Linked DNA regions of Mus musculus: region 2 is linked to region 1. A link is a contact called in public Hi-C data. All regions are on one chromosome and are shown on one strand. The core of a region is the stretch at or near the end of the contact, and the rest is flanking DNA. Distances in the headings are between cores, read along the strand shown.

Evidence for each region. A called contact is a pair of places that touch in the nucleus more often than the background predicts.
Region 2: a contact with region 1 is called in a Hi-C map of the G1E-ER4 cell line, with 6 times the contacts expected there. The contact joins two enhancer-like sites. A contact is called at or near these places in 1 of 484 Hi-C or Micro-C datasets (the G1E-ER4 cell line) and 1 of 9 other capture datasets (embryonic stem cells).

What each region holds. Positions count from the first base shown.
Region 1 is chr15:36,576,450-36,581,255 of GRCm38.p6, forward strand. No RefSeq gene overlaps it. Among named protein-coding and RNA genes, the nearest start is that of Snx31, 23 kb to the left of the region's middle. Within about 2 kb of position 2,287, at least 121 of the 459 cell types and tissues checked have an H3K27ac peak or open chromatin away from gene starts, as enhancers often do. A contact at or near this core is called in the G1E-ER4 cell line, where this site is marked.
Region 2 is chr15:37,332,690-37,337,495 of GRCm38.p6, forward strand. Grhl2 (grainyhead like transcription factor 2) reads left to right here. Exons shown (of 16, transcript NM_026496.4): 10 at 3,013-3,100; 11 at 3,517-3,656. Among named protein-coding and RNA genes, the nearest start is that of 4930447A16Rik, 90 kb to the right of the region's middle. Within about 2 kb of position 2,667, at least 3 of the 459 cell types and tissues checked have an H3K27ac peak or open chromatin away from gene starts, as enhancers often do. A contact at or near this core is called in the G1E-ER4 cell line, where this site is marked.

The DNA.
Region 1 (4,806 bases), core at 1,037-3,536:
AGAGTCAGTTAGAAAGACATGAAGAATGTGGCTAGCTGGCCACTTATCTCCAGGTACACATGCTTGCAATTGTGAAGGTGTGCCAAGTGGCTTCCAAGACCCCCCCCCACACACACACACACAGCTCTAGGGCCTGTGTTTAAAAGCTCTAGCACAGACACTCAGCCTCAAACTGCAGAGATCTATGAAATGTGAATGGCTCTGACTTCTTTGAAGGAGTTTTTTAAAAGTAAGGGTAGCTTTTCTTTTTATTTGGGGTACACATCTGTGGGAGTCAGAGGTTAAGTTTTATGAGTCAGTTCTCTGCTCCCACCATGCAGGGCCCCGAGGATTGAACTTACGTCATCGGGCTTGACAGTAGATGCCTCTATTCCCTGCTCCATCTCACACCCCAGGGATGGCTCATAGAAGTTTGAGGTCATGTAGATACAGTTCCAGCAAGAGGGAATAATCCATAGAGCCTCCCAACCCTGTCTGAGGCAGGCCTGCTCCTGAAGGTGGGAGCTTCCCCCTTGGCGTGCTAGCTGTGTTCACAGGGTTACAGGTGGTTTCCCATGAGCTCTTAATGACATTTAGTGGCTTCCCCAGAGTCAAGCTAATTGCCACCAGCAGCTTCTGTCCTCCAGAAGGGACAACCAGAAACTCTCCCTACATTGCCACTCATTCAGGAGAACACTTTAAGGTAAAATCTCTCTGCACTGGGGCAATCACTCAGTCACGAAAGTGTGTCTGCCTTGCAGACCTGAGGCTCTGGGTTCTGATCCCCGGAGCCCACATGAAAGCAGGGCATGGTGACATATTCCTGTCACCCCAGCACTGTGGGTGCAGAGAGAGGCAATCTCTAAAGCTCACACCAGCCAGAGTAGCAGAAGCAGTGAGCTCCAGAGACTGTCTCCAAAAATAAAGATGATCAGGAAAAGATGAGGGGTGGCAACCTTTGGTTTATACACACGCACACGCACACACATGTATATACATATACTTGCACACCCATCGACACATATCCACACTAACAATTACATATACTACACATACACATACAGGTGCACACACATAGGCACACACAGGCACACCACATACACACACAATAAATAAATCAATCTTGTCCCTACAAGAACACATATATAAAAGGGTTGGTGAGCTCACTCAGTGAGTAGCAAGACTTGTTATACAAATCTGGTGATGAGAGTTCAATCCCTGGAACCCCCAGAAAGGTGGAAGGAAAAAACAGCTCTGCAGAGCTATTCCCTGACCACCATACCCCACATATAAGAATAAATAAAAAGAATAAATGACTATTCTCAAGAGAATAGTCCTAACAACATCCTTCATAATAAATTAGAACACAGAAAAAAATCATTAAATAAGGACCCAATAAACAAAATGTGGATTTTGTTTATGGATTTCACACAGTGAAATAGAATTCTATTGCTTAAGACACTGGCATGAGCACCGCTGCATGAGCCTCAGGGATAAAGCTTGCAAACAGGGAGACAAGCCAGAAGCAAAGGCACTAAACTCATCACTTGATTTATATCAATCTCCAGAGTAGGTGACTCTGTAGACTCAGAAGTAAAAACTGTGTTGCCTGGGAGTGGGGTTTTGGGAAGTGAGATCACAGACAGAGGGTTTTTTGAGTTTTTTGAGGGATGGTTAGGGTGGTGGTTGCATAACCATGCGTGTGTTCAGCAAGCTCGTTGAACTGTACAAATTTTTTTAAAGATTTATTTGTTTGTTTATTGTGTGCGTGAGTACATTGCCACTCTTCAAACACACCAGAAGAGGGCATCAGATCTCACTACAGATGGTTGTGAGGCACCGTGTGGTGGCTGCAAATTGAACTCAGGACCTCTGAAAGAGCAGTCAGTGCTCTTAACCGCTGAGCCATCTCTCCAGCCCCTGAACAGTACACTTTAAATGGGTGAGTTACAACATATGTAAATAACAGCCCAATAAAACTGTCACCAGAGGAATTAAAAAATAAGCCATCAGACCCCTCGCTGCTCCATCCTGTCCTGTTCGACGCCAGATCTTCTGACCGGGTCCTCCAAGGGGCAGGCCCTGAGGAGTGGATGGATGTCAGCACTTCCTGGGAGTTCGCGATGCCGCTGAATTGTGTAGTCCTCAGACTGGATGGCTGATCCTCACTTTCAGATCCGGAGAGAGCAAGGGCCAGAAAGCCAGCCAGGGCTCCCTCGGCAGCAAGCAGCCGCACCAACACTGGTCTCTGCATAGCAGTTGCTTGTGAACTTCCGCCTCTTGACAGAATCTTACAGATTAAGATTGGCACATGGCGCCCCCCTGTGGACTACTGCAGAAGGCTCCGCGTTCACACTGCTGCCAGGCTTTGCAGCACTCATGCTCCTGAGGGAAAGAAGTTCCCGTTCTCCCTCCCACGGTGGGACTGGCTAACAGACAGACAAGCCTCCACTCTGACTCCCTCTTGCCCAGGCAGTTGTCCTTTGTGTGCAATGTCTTTGCTAATTGCCCAAATACTTCCAAGAGAAAGATACAATCAGGGGGAGCCATCAAGAACTTAGGCAGTCCACGATCAAGTGGGCACAAAAAGTACTTATCACAAGTACAGCAGTGCCCTGTTCTCCAAGTTCAGTCTTTGCTGATCAATTAAACTGATGTTTTTCTTTCAATTTTGAGGATTGAGCCCAGGGTCTAGGCAAATGCTGTACCACTGAGCATATCTGTAGACTGTGTGTGTGCTTGTATGTGTATCCATGTATATGTGGGGTGTGTGTGTGTGTGTGTGTGTGTGTGTGTGTGTGTGTAGGACCAGTACTTTATTCTACAAAGAAGAGGGTCTTTCACTGGGTCTGGAGCTGACTGAATGGCTAGAATAGCTGACCAGGAAGCCCCCAGTGATCCTTCCACTTCAGCTCTCCCAGGGAGGGGATTACACACACCCAGACTCTCACGCTAGTGCTGGGATCCAAACTCAGTCCTCATGTATGTACAGTGAACACTTTACATCTGAGATCGATATATATATCTGTCTGTCTACCTATATAAAGTGTGTGTGTGTCTGTGTATTCTATCTAGCTATCACCTACCTATCTATCATCTATAGCTCTCTCTTTAAATTTTACTTATTTTGACATGGGGCTCAATAGGCTGTCCCAGCAGACCTTTGACTTGTGACCCTTGTGCCTGTCTCCTGAGTAGCTAGGATGGCAGCCCTGTGCCACCAGGCCCATTCTGATTGGACTAGTTCTTGATAAAGGCTTGCTGTAGTGGCTCCACTTGCAAGTGGTGAGGTTGCCCTTTAACATGGGTCTTCTAGAAATCACAGCATACATTCTAACACCAATTCCTGATGTTGGTTATTCAAGTACAGCTTCCAAGGAGAAGAGAGAGTGTGATTTTAGGCAAAAGATCTCCCAGGTAGCCCTCATAGTACTGTCCAGGGCATATAACAACATTTAGTTCAATCTGTTGATTACCTGTCTACTGGACAGCTTATGTATCTTATCTGCACAAATCTTCCCGATAACCCACAGGAGTTGTTATCATTGCTTTACAGTGGAAAACACTAAGAAGGGCTGAGTGGGGTGAGCAGTAGAGTAGGGTTCACGCTCAAATCTTTGCACCTGTTTGTTCTCTCGCTGCCTCCGACCCCTTTCTGACTTTAGCACCACAAGTTATGAACACTCCCTGTCCTCCTTAGGTAGCCTTTAGCCTCTAAGGAAACCAACGAGACTTCATTTACCAAAACTTGAGTGCCATCAGGCAAGATGCCAAGACACGAAAGTGAGGTGTGCCACTGTCAAGGTCACTGTGGTGGACATACAAGTGCACAGGCATGATCAGGATCCTCAGCCCAGGCTCCAAGACAGTCTACAGTGTCACAGCTTGGCCTCAGGTAACAGAGTTGAAAAGGTAGAGGGATTGATGCCAACAGTGCCAGCCCAGCTGGCAAGAGGCAGGCTGGCAAGTGGGACGGTATGCAGCACTCCATTTCCATTTTGAAGAAGCACAAAGATACAAACATGCAGGCTCTCCTGGCATTCCTTAAGGGCTTCACCCTGATGTTCTGGATCTGAAGAAGAATTCTTTGTATATCTTAGATATTTCTAGAAGCCTTTGGCAAACGTGTTAGTGTTCTAAAGTCCAATGCTTAGGGAAAGAGGAAATGAATATGGCAAGAACTGGTCTTTCAAGATCCCCTGGGTACTCAGGCAAACTGACTGCATTCAAACCAGTAAAGGTGGCCAAGTTACCCGGATGTTTGTCTGAGACAACACAATGTTGTGTTCTGTATGGCCAATTCATGTGGACTTATCGAGGGGCCATGCTGGCTGCAGGCTCTTATCTCAGAGAGCATGTGAACAAGGGTGACTGCTGTAAACACCATGACTGCTTGTTTGCTTCAAGGGATTTTGGGTTGGGTTGGTTTGTTTTTCTGTTCTAAAAATAAAAATAAGAATTCAAGTAGTCAAGAAGCAGAGGCAATCTCAGACAAGTAAAAAATGCATCCACAAAACCATGGTGGATCAGGAGAGCCTTGGGGACTGACCCCACTGAGGTGCACAGCAGGAAACAGCTGCTGTGCTCTTTGCTAAGCTGGTGAAAACTGCTGTGCTCTTTGCTAAGCTGGTGAAACACAGGGTTAAGCAGATGGCACTTAGAGTCAGGGGTTGTCACACTTCCTGCAGAACAGGTCCCTGGCCCAAGCCCAACAGAGATCTGGCCGTCAGCTCCTGGAGAAGAGTCTGTCCCTGCTTGAGAGGCCCTGCTCTACTGAGGAGTTGGTGTTCAATGGCACTGTCAAGTTTGGTATCATAGTTTATTTCA
Region 2 (4,806 bases), core at 1,417-3,916, 760 kb after region 1:
ACCTACACAAGCCCCACAGCTTCTACTACAACCTCGGTCCCAAAGACCACTGGCAATTCCTCTGTGGTTTCCCAAGCCTGGACCCTGGGTCTTATGGGTCTTCCCTATGACCGTATCGTCCATTGTTTGGTGTTTGACAGAAGAGGAGGATGACATAGGCTCTAGGCTATTCTCAGAAATAGTACAAATAAAAAAGTACAAAAAAAAAGAGTAAAAATTCTTGGATGTATCCATGTGTATTCACTGTGATAAAACATCACGAACACAACAACTTATGGACAAGAGAGTTTATTCTGGCTTATGAGTCCAGAGGTTTGCATGCTGGTGAAGCACGGCAGCGTGAAAGTAGGAGCAGGAAGATGAGAGAGATGCAGACACAACGCAGAGAGAGAAAACTGGGATTGGAGGAGGCTGGAACCCTTCAAGCCCACCTGGTGATGGACTTTCTCCCTGAGCATTTCTCATTCAGATTGCCTCCCCATCTGTCTGAGTTAGCTCTCTGTCACTGTGGCGAAGCCCATGACCAAAAGCAGCTTATGAGATGGGGTTTACTTCATTTTATTCTTTCAGGTCATAGTCCGCCACAGAGTGACGTCAGGGCAGGAGCTCAAGGCAGGAACCTGGAGGCAGGAGTGGAAGCATTGGCCATGGAGGACCACTGTGTCCTGACTTACTTCCCCTGGCTTGCTCAGCCTGGGATACACCCAGGACCACCTGTCCACGGTGACACCAACCCCAGCAGGCTGGGACCCTTCACATCAATCAAGAGGATGCTCCACGGGCATTTCCTCAGATGAGCATCTCTCAGTGACTTTAGCTGTGTAAAGTTGTTCAACAAACAAACAAAAGAACAAACAAACGACGGCAGTAGTCAGTCTGATGAGTCTATATTTTTACACAACACTAACACTTAAAAACAAAACAAAAGTTGACTATACAAAAATAAAAGATAAAAAGGAATTTGTGTAACCTTAGGATGTGTCTTGAGTGAGCTATACTTTGTGGGTAGACAATGAAGTCCCACACTTATGTGAATTACTGAATCACACAGAGCTTCCAGCACTCTGCTAAGTGCCCCATATGCACCTAGTAAGCAATACTGCCGTTCGTTTCCCAGTGTTGAGTGAGGCGTTGCTGGAGCATTTAGCATTTCTCTTTGTTCAAATGCAAAGGCTCTACAAAATTTTCGGATATTTTGATGAGTATTATACAGCAGATGTATCTGTATTTCTGCATGTTGTCCTTGCTGTGAATTTCCATGACCTGTAAGCATCAGTGGCACTCAGGTTTTCATGTAATAGTGATAGTAATAATAGCTCCCGCCCCCTGGTGGCTGTGTGTATCAGGTGTGCTGTAATTGCCTGTGTCTCATCTGGGTGAAACATGGAACCCCTTCAAAAGTCACGGTGCTTCTGTTGATGACAAGTCCACACTGAGTCCTAGCCTTGGTCAAAACTGGGACTGTCCTATAAGAGTCAATGTGAACAAAAGTATATCTCATTCTTTTTAATTCAAACCAAACCATTCGTATATCCTTAGTGCAAACCAGCTCATATTTATCCATGTGTTTGAATAGATTCAAATCTTTTTTATATAGTTGGAATTTGACACTTTATGTGTCAAATGCTTGAAATATGTTCAGCAATTTTGACTTTGCCTTTTGACTTCCTTTCTTCTTTTCCCTTTTTCCTTTCTTTTCCTTTCTTGCCCAGAGAGGAATGCATTTTATTTTGCCAAATGTGTTTTCTCTGACAGTGTCAGGCCATTTCTGAAGGTTGCTTTATGCATCACTGTTCCCTGAGTAGCTACTGCAGGGAAAGGGATTGCTAACATGGACCAAGACCTAGGGAAGAAGCTTGTCCCATGAATGTCACCTGTCTAGGCATTGTGGGTAATTCTCCTGAAGCCAAGAGAGAAAGCAAGAGGAATCTGCTGGGATGGGATGTCTCTGACTGGGAGACAGAGGAAAATAAGTTAACAAATGGCCCAAAAGAAAGATGAGCAGCGAATGGTGCAAGTGCCCAGACAGCTGATCAGTAATTGAAGCAGGATTATAACTTTATGGAACTATATTAAAAAGTCAGTTTATGGGCTGGATAGATAGCCCAGTGGTTAAGAGCACTACTGCTCTTCCAGAGGTCCTGAGTTCAAATCCCAGCAACCACACGGTGGCTCACAACCATCTGTAATGAGATCTGCTGCCCTCTTCTGGTGTGTCTGAAGACAGCTATAGTGTACTTACATACAATAAATAAATAATTCTTAGGAAAAAAGTCAATTTACAAAGAACAGAAGTCGATGCATGTGTCTTCTGTGTGGTAGGCACATAGGAGAATATCAATACTTTCATGTGCTGAGCAATCCCTCATCTTTGTGTGAGCACCACTTAAAGAGGAATGCCCTTTCTTCCTGTGGTGATTTTTTTCTTTAAGTTCATAACCATATGCAGAGGAAAACTTGCACAGGAAAAGGTCATTCTATTAATAGCACTGATAATAACTATTAATAGTTATTCAGCAGGAGACACTGAGTTAGAGAACTCAGCCTGTTCTTTCCTCATGGATTTAAAAATCAAGTTCATGAAATAGGCAGAGACAGGAAGAGGAGGTGATCTGGGTGAGTTAACATCGCTCCAAGGTCAAAGCGCTGCACACAGATCTGTGTGTGTTCTCACTGCGCTGCAGGGAGGGAGGAAGCCGAGGCTTCCCTCGTTCTACTTCCCACCTTCATGGCATGTGAGCGTGTACATGTGTGTTTGTGGGCATGCTCATGTAGATGCATGTATGTGTGTGTGCCTCAATGTGTGTGTGCATATGTTGTGTGTGTGCATATGTTGTGTGTGTGTGTTCACGCGAGAGCGTGTGACAATATTCTTGGATTCATGGATTTTGGCTAAGATGAGGCCGGTAGCTGAGAGTTCTCACGCGTGCGTAACCCCGTTCGTGCGTGGGCTTTGTGTTTGCATCCTCTGAGAATATACCTTGGTTGGTCTCTCTTTGTTTTCCCGATCAGGGAGCAGAAAGAAAAATCCGGGATGAAGAGAGAAAGCAGAACAGGAAGAAAGGGAAGGGCCAGGCCTCTCAAGCCCAGTGCAACAACTGTGAGTCACCCCCTCCCCCATACTGTGCTAAGTGGGGGGACTGCAGCCAGCAGGGTCCTTCGAGAAGACAGATAGAAAGAAGCAGGCTGTAGGGGAAGGTGCAGATGCCTAAGGTGCATGCTCTCGTTCAGGGGCAGGGGAACCTCCACATGGAGCACAAACAGAAGTCTCCAGGGTCCACACAGGTCAGCAGGAAGTGGAGGAAGCTTCAGTCCACGTTGAATGGATTCTCCTAGGATCCCATGTATTTTTTGTTTGCTTGGGCCTGAGGAAGGACTTTTAAAGCATAATCACGTCTAGGGTGCTGAGAAAGCTTTGAGGGAGAATCATGGATTTTGGCTAAGATGAGGCCGGTAGCTGAGAGTTCTCACGCGTGCGTAACCCCGTTCGTGCGTGGGCTTTGTGTTTGCATCCAGCCTCTGATGGGAAGATGGCCGCCATACCGTTACAGAAGAAGAGTGACATCACGTACTTCAAAACCATGCCCGACCTGCACTCACAGCCTGTGCTCTTCATACCAGATGTTCACTTTGCAAACCTACAGAGGACCGGACAGGTAAGACTCCTGCTCTCACACCCTCCCGGCCAACAGAGCAGACTACAACTCTCCTTCGAGTTTAGTGGCAGAGCAAAGTCAGTATTGTTCCATACAAAAGTAGATTTTTACAGAAACGACTGTCTTGGGAGAGAATACTGGGACTCTAAGGCAAAGAAAGGTGTAAGCTGTTATTAGAAAATTGTTGACAACACCAAGGGAGAAAGCGCATCATAGTTTTCTGTCAAGCCGACTCTATCGGTTCACATACTGCCACCTTGTGGTGAGAGAGAACTGTATCAATAACTTCATACATTGGCCCAATGGAGAGAAACGAAGATCTTGCAAACAAATGTTTCTTTAGTAAATGTAAAACTTTCGTTGAATGGATAAATCATTTCTCATCCAGAGGAAAATGAGAATATTGGATATTCCTTCAAATACACAAAAAACTAGGTCCTATGGTTATAATTTACAAGTGAAAGGAAGGATTAGAAACCAAATAAATGTTCAATAATTACAATGCTCAATGAAAACAAAAAGTAGGTATCTGTCTGTATCTAGTACTCCAGTACTGACTGGGCCTAACTACCCCCTGCTGAGGGCTAACTGAGGGCTAACTGATGACTGGGGCCTCAGTAAGGGAGGTTTACAGAGTTCTGAGATGAGAGATGTTTATTTCCTTTCCTCTTTAAGATCTCCTCTCCCACGGGAGAAGTGGAAAGTATGGAGAAGAAGGATGTTTCTTAGTGTCAGCCACAGCTGGTTTTAGCCACACGTACTTGGGGTTTTAATTTTGCTCTGATGGATTTTCCTTTGCCTCGGGAGTCCTTGGGTAAAAAGACTGTTCTGAGAACTAGCATCATGACAGCTGCGAGTGCCCTCCCATTCCGAGTGCTGGCACTGACATCAGCCTGAAGGAGAGATCTCGCTAGCTTCTTCTCTTTCTGGAGAATGGTCTATGTCATGATGAGGCAGCTGTCCAATCAGAGGAGCGCGGTGTGTGATCCCACGTTCATGCTATAAGGTGGTAATAAATATATCCATACTTTTTGCATGGAGTAGATTTCTATCTTGTCTTATTCCATAGGAACCAAGATATAAGAGGAAAGAGTGAATATTGTATCTTGTCCAGAAAGGACAGCCAGCAAGAGTGTGTGCGTGTGTTTGT